Regions from separate parts of the Oryctolagus cuniculus genome. Here region 2 is linked to region 1. A link is a contact called in public Micro-C data. All regions are on one chromosome and are shown on one strand. The core of a region is the stretch at or near the end of the contact, and the rest is flanking DNA. Distances in the headings are between cores, read along the strand shown.

Region 1 (3,454 bases), core at 365-2,864:
GTTTACGGCTTCAACAACCTGGCCTCAGCTGGGCCAGCTTAAGGGTTTTGCAGGAGAAGCATCCCCTATAATCCTGGTGGGCAGCCTTCAGAGGCCAGGAGGTGGCACTCAGCACACAGTGGGCTCACGATCTCACACACCGCACACACTTCTCACAGCCATGGGCAGCAGGCAGAGCACTGGACTTAGCACTGAGGGAGCCGGGGTTGACTCAGGCTTGGGCACTTACCCCACCTGAGTATCTTTCCTCATCTCTGAAACAGGAGGGGGAGCAGGAGGAGCGAAGGAGGGGGTGGGGGAAGCTCTCAGAGTGTTTGAAGGATAACAGTGAGATCCCCTGCGAAAGCGCCACAGGACCGGCCTGACCTGCAGTAGGAATCAAATAAATCTTTCCTGTCTGCCACAGAAGGCGAGTCCTTACCGCAATTAAAGTTTCCAGGACACGGGGCGGGGCTGCCCTGAGGCCCATTTATGGGGTCCTCTGCCCCTAGAGGAGGGTGGGGCGCGACAGAGTCGCAGGTGCCAGGGAACCCCAACACGCAAGGACCAACGGGCCAGCTCACCGCTGGCACTTCTCCCTTGCGACCTGCCCACAAGGGGGCTGGTCAGTGACTTCATCCTTCGTCCAAACCACGGAGGGCTGTAGCGAGCCGGCGAGACTGACAGCAAGAGAAACCCAGGGCTGGGGACTCCACGACGTGCACACTGACTCGGTTTCAACAGGCCTCTTCCCCATCCAGCCAAGGCCGTTCCCGGCTCAGCCTGCCGGGGAGCCCGGGCTGGGACAAAGTTAACCCCACCTGCTCCGGGCAGAGGCTGCCGGCAGGACTCAGCTCCTCCCCGGGGCCAGACGGGCGACCGCAGAGCGGGCGCTCCCGGGTCGGGGGCGAGCGCGGGCTGCCGGGGGGCGCGCGACCCGGAGAGGACCGAGCCGCAGCCGCGGCCCTGGCCCCGGCCCCGGCCCCGGCCCGCAGCGACCAGGCCACTGATATTGGCACTGCTTAACTTCCTGTTATTAAGGAGGGAGAGAAACGGGGGAGGAAAATAAAGAGGGGGGGGCGCAAAAGGCGCAGAGCCCGAAGAGCACCCGGCCCAGTTCAGGGGGCGACCAGAGGCACGTCTGGCCATCGCGCCCCTCGGATTCGCCGTTTGGGGTTCTCTGGGTTCGGAGCGGCAGGGCTGGAGTGTTGGGGACGGAGGGACAGGTCGTACGGGCTGCTGGCGGGAGGCTTTTATTGTATTCTAATCGTTTCAGAGACCAGCGGGGGCGCCCCGGGCTCTCCCACGGGGCCACCTGCTCTCTGCGCGCTAGCGTGGGGGCTCTGAGGCAGGGGATGCTTCGGCCGCACCTGACCCTCCCCGGCGCCCGGCAGGGCGCAGAGTCCAGCTGGGGCTGACACGGTCCCCACCCGCCCGCCTTCCCCAGCTCCCATGCCTTCCCCGTCTTACCGAAGGTCGCGCGGGCCGCCGGGCCTGGGGTCAGCGGCTGCCTCCGCCTCCGGCTGTGGGCGCAGCTGTCGGAGCCCGCGGGCCGCCTGCGGAGCTGGGAGCTAGCGAGGCGGCCCCGCGCAGGCTTAGCCGGCCAGGCGCCCGCGGTTGTGCGCGGCGCGGCGCACCGGCCTGGGGAACGCCCCGTCGGCGGCAAAGCCAATGAGAGGGCTGCCGGGGGCGCGGCCCCGCCCCCGGGCCGAAGCATACGGCCAATAGCAGTACGGCGCGGAGCCCGCCCCCGCCCCCGCCCCGCCCCGCCCCCACGGGCCGGCTGTCACCGCCGCTGCCGCCGGCGCACGTGGGCTGTAGCCCGGCCCCGAGCGCGGAGAGCTGCCTGGCGCTCCCACCCAGGCGGGCGCAGGCTGGGGATGGGCTGAAGGCCGCTAGCAGCAGGGCGTGGTGGCGCTGCTAGATAAAAAGCCCGGCTTTGGCATCCTGGTGCCGAGGGAGAAGCAAGAGCTGCGCCTCCCGCACTGTGGCCCTGGCCCGAGCAGCTGGAAAGCGAGGCTCAGCTTCTGCTTTGGGACGTGGGGAAGCCGCAGTGCTCTCCCAGCTCTGCCTCCTGGCTTTGCTCCTTCCTTGATCGCCCTCAGCTTCAGCAAACCGTCCTGCCAGCTAGCAGCCTCTTCCTGTCACTTGAACGGGCCTTGCTTAGGCTGAAGCTGATGGGAAGAGGGGCAGCGGAGGTGGATGACACGTGTACCTTGGTCAGCTCGCCTGAGGCCCTCCCCCCACCTTTCTGCTGTCAAATGTCTGCCTTCAGCTCTGCTCTGCCCACCCTCAGGGGTGGCCCTATACACACCCCTCCACCCCCCACACACACCGCATCCCCTACTGCAGAGGGCACCTTCCAGGGGAACCACAGGGTGTTGGCGTGGGGTACGGTGAGGACTGTGGAGCATCTTGTGCCAGCTGCTCTGCTACAGTGATCCTGAACTGGGATCTCCTTGGGCAGGAGGCCTGTCTGACTCACCTCCCAGCTTATCCTGGGGCCTGACGCAATGTAAGCATCCGTAAGTGTTCTTGGAACTGGGCTGACCCACAGGGAGGAAAACAGGCAGGCTTGGGCAGTGAGAAGCAGGGTCGTGGCTCCAGGCTGCTGGAATCTCTGCACAGCCAGGCCACCCCGTGGAGACGCCACGTTCCCTCGCCGGGTAGGTGCAGCCAGAACAGGTGGCTTATTTTTCCTCTTCCCCTTACCATGTGATCTGACTCCCTGCCTTTTGGACTTCCCAGGTACTGCCCTACCTGGCAGTTCTCTTAGCATTCCCAGCAGTCAGTCCGCTTCCTGCAGAGGAACTTTCCAGCAAAGTGCTGCCCTTTCTCAGAGGGGCAGCACTCCACACATTACCTCATCGAAGTCTGGCCCTATAGGCATGCATTTTGTAAATGCCTATTTGTCTTTATTTATTGGAAAGGCAGAGTGACAAGACAGAGGAAGAGATCTTCCATCCATCTATTTGGTTCACTCACCAAATGCCCACAGCCGCGGGGGCTAGGCCAGGGAAAAGCCAGGAGCCTGGAACTCCATCCAGGTCTCCCACGTGAGTGGCAGGGGCTCAGGTATTTGAGCCATCATGGATGCATTCCAGAATGTGCATTAGCAGGAAGCTGGATTGGAAGCAGAGCAGTCTGGTCTCAACTCTAACCAGGCACACCGACAGGGGATATGGGCATCCTAGGGGACAGCTTAACCCACTGCACCACAACGTTTGCCCCTGGAAGCAGGCTTTTTTTTTTTTTTTTTTTTTGACAGGCAGAGTGGACAGTGAGAGAGAGAGACAGAGAGAAAGGTCTTCCTTTGCCGTTGGTTCACCCTCCAATGGCCGCTGCGGCCGGCGCACTGCAGCCGGCGCACAGCGCTGATCCGATGGCAGGAGCCAGGTACTTATCCTGGTCTCCCATGGAGTGGAGGGCCCAAGTACTTGGGCCATCCTCCACTGCACTCCCTGGCCACAGCAGA
Region 2 (3,454 bases), core at 532-3,031, 57 kb after region 1:
CAGTGCCTGGGGCAAAGGCCAGGCGCTTCTGTGACACACCGCCCTGCAGAGAGGCTTCCCAAGTTCTCTCCCACCTCTCCCAGGGAGTGCATCCTCTGCTCCACCAGTGGCCAGCTGAGGACGCGGAAGGGCAGGCTGCAGGCAACATCAATGCCACCCAGCGGCACAGGTCTGAGCCCAGCCCCTGGGGAAGAAACCGAGAGGAATAGGGCCAGGGCTCGGTCGGGCTCTAGCTACTCCATGAGGTGGGAACTTTGGCCAGGGAAGTAGAAGGCAAGTCTTCATAGCCCAGGTGAGGGCATTTTGGCGAGCCAGGGCAGGGCCCAGCTGGCCCACTGGGTATCTTTGTGCAAATAGGAGAAACATGTCTTTCCCTCGAGTTAAAAAAGAAGGGTCACGTTAGCACAAACAGCCCTGGTGCGACACACACACACACACACACACACACCCGTGTGGCACCCCTGTGGCCAGCAGCATGCACACCCAAGTGCCGCGCCCCACCCCCAGCAGACTTCCCGTGAGATGACCACTGCAGGTCCAAAGTCTGAGAGCCCTATGAATCAGGCCTTAAATGGCAGTAGGTACCTGCTGTGCAGGAGGGTGGGACAGCATGCACACGTGTGTGCCAGAGTTTGTGCGCGGCCCTGGTGCCACCGTGGATTCAGGTCCCAGGGAGCTCCCCCCAGCCACCCATCAGGTGGCTTGGAGTCTCTGCCACCCACTGGGCTCCGACATAAATTAAGATGCCTATTATGTGCCATGCAGTGCCTTCGAGCAGTGTACAACCTAAGATCCCAAACATGGGCCACAGGCACCATCGCTTCCAGGTCTTTGAGCTGCACCCTGAGTAGCGGACCCCGCCTGCATGGTGCAGCTCCTCAAGGCCTCCCTCCCCTGCTCAGCGAAGGCTCAGGGGTGGAGCAGGGACTTCAGCAACCAGAACAGGGATGGGCAGGTGAGGCAGAGCCCTGCCCAAGCCTCAGCCATCTCCTGAGGAGGCTCCCTGGGCTCAGCCTGCCAATTAAAGGCCAAAGATCAAAGAGGAAGGCTTCAGCAAGGAGCCCAGTGGCCTCCCACAGGAGGATTCTCCGTGTTCCTCATTAGGCGTGACCAAGAGCTGGTAATCACTATGGAAACCTGGAGCTCCTAGAGCAGCCGCCCAGCCTGGCTTTCACCCGCCACGGACTTGGACCAGTCATAGTTCCTCACGTCCCCACCCACGGGGATCTGGGCACATGCTAATTGCCCCAGACTTTGGCCGCAGACCGCACCACTCCCCTGGGCCAGATACCGCGCACCTGCCTCCTCCCTAGCCCAGGAGCCTGTGCACCTTGGCTGTGTGCTTCAGCCCCACCCTGCAGGCCCCTGGCAGGCAGAGGGGTACAAGGAGCAGAGGTGGCCACGGCCAGAGGGGCCCTGCACCCCATGCTGGGCGCTCCCCGCCCCACCAGTGAGGGGAAGGAAGCACCCCATGCCACACCGTATGTGCCACAATTCCTCATGCCCCGTCTCCCGCGGTGAGAAGGTAAGCTCCACAAGGAAGGGTTTGCAGCCACAGCGTGTGGCTGCTGTAACAAATTCCTGCAAACTCAGAGCCTCGAAACGACAAAATTTATGATCCCCCCGTTCTCAAGGTCAGAAATCTCACTGGATTAAGTCAAAGGCAGGGCCATGTTTCTCCCTGGAGGCCGCCAGGAGGCTCTGTTTCCGTGCCCTTTCCAGCTGCCACCGGCCACCTGTCTGCCTCGGCTTGGGGCCAAGACTCCCGTTGCTCCAGCCTCGGCTTCTACCAGCTCAGCTCCTCTCACCCTGCCTCGCCTGCCCCTCTTCCCCTTTGAGGGACCCCTGTGGCTGCAGCCAGCGCACCTGGTTAAGCCAGGCTCACTTCTGGATCTTTGGGTCAGCTGCTAGGCAACTTAACTCCTGCTAGCCATGGACACGGCATATTCACGGATGCCAGGGCTGAGGGCGTGGGTTTTCTGTTCACCGCTGCACCCCCGGGGCCTCGAGCCGTGCCTGGCACACAGAGAACCCTAGCAAAGTCATGCCGAAGGGGTAAGTGGCCCAATGTGTGATTGAGTCATCCCCAGTAAGACTCACTTCCACAGCAAACGGTTGTCATGCTTACTAAATGCACGCCCTGTTGGAAGTGCCTTAGACAGATGATCTCATTGGATCCCCAGCACTTCTGCCAGGCCCATTGTATTCCTCTCTGCCTCAGGGCGTGTGTCCCGCCCTCGCTGAGCACCTTACACTTCTGATCTCACTCATCCTCATGGAGGAAGACCATTGTCAAGTTTCAGGCTCAATTTGGGGGTCCTGAGGGGCTCTGGGCTATGGGGGCACACTGCTCCTTTCTCACTGTTGATCAGACCAGGACCAATGCCCCCTAAAGAAACAAGGAATGCCAGTGTTCCCGCCTGGAGGTGGGCTTCTGCCTCCCAGGCCTTGCCACTGTGCCCACGCCTGCAGCCCGCCCCGCCCGTCATCTGGAGCTGGGCCTGACTGCTCTGCCCATAGAAGCCAGTCCCCCTCCCAGGGACAGGAACCCACCTCAAACCCCACTCAGGGCTCCAGGCGCATTTCTCTGATGGCCACTGTAGGGGCACACATGTGCCCATCCCCCAGCTGGGCCCTATCCACGTTTTGCCCATCCTGGAGCCATCTCCGTCTGCTGCCTCCGTGACACGTTGTCCCCTCAGCTCATCCCCCCTGCCTGCTCTTCAAGGCCATGGGCATACAGGCCGGCAGGAAGCCCCCAGCTCTGTCCTCGGCTTCCCTGCAGCTCCGCGGCAAGAATGCTGGTTGGACAGTGAGGCCTCGCTGGCCCCCCACTTGCATCTTGACCTTTGCAATCAAAGCCAAGAGGAGCGAAGCTGACCGGTGCCTGCCAGCACAGTGGGGCATCGCATTTTCTGTTCCTGCCAGCACATTTTTTTAGGTCAATGTCAGATCAGGGAAATCCAATACCGTATGTCCCAATGTTTTATTGGAAAACAGAGAAGTTGCTTTCCAAAATAAGTAGTGTTTACTAGCGAAGCCTATAGAAACCACCATCAGTGAACCTGCAGCCCTAGCTTCATTGCTGTGAACCCTGTAACCATGTCCATGTGCCTGGACGTGTGTGCATGTACATTTGCACAGGGGGTTAGTGTGTATCCATCAAGGGGCCGTGGGCCACGTGCACGTGTGTCTATGTGATTTTATATCTGGCCCTCTCTGTTTACACGCTCCCTCCCTTCCCTGTACCCCCCGGTCTCAGCCTTCACCCTGTTCTCTCCAAGCTGGCTGGGGATCTGGGACTCACGTCCTAATGCCCACCATCTGCCCCACCCCCCTCGGTGCAGACTTGCTGTGCAAGATCACCAAGCCCAGTGTCTGGTTACCCAGTTGGGCCCCAGCAATTTGAGCTCACGGGATGTTAGTGGCCCTGGAAATGGCACCGTGTGCTGCC

Evidence for each region. A called contact is a pair of places that touch in the nucleus more often than the background predicts.
Region 2: a contact with region 1 is called in a Micro-C map of ear pinna, with 3 times the contacts expected there. The contact joins the enhancer-like site here to the promoter of MICAL2 in region 1. A contact is called at or near these places in 3 of 6 Hi-C or Micro-C datasets (ear pinna, psoas muscle and an unstated tissue).

What each region holds. Positions count from the first base shown.
Region 1 is chr1:54,122,949-54,126,402 of mOryCun1.1, forward strand. MICAL2 (microtubule associated monooxygenase, calponin and LIM domain containing 2) reads right to left here and starts at 1,615. Exons shown (of 36, transcript XM_070073245.1): 1 at 1,450-1,615.
Region 2 is chr1:54,180,065-54,183,518 of mOryCun1.1, forward strand. No RefSeq gene overlaps it. Among named protein-coding and RNA genes, the nearest start is that of DKK3, 32 kb to the right of the region's middle. Within about 2 kb of position 1,782, at least 2 of the 8 cell types and tissues checked have an H3K27ac peak or open chromatin away from gene starts, as enhancers often do. A contact at or near this core is called in ear pinna, where this site is marked.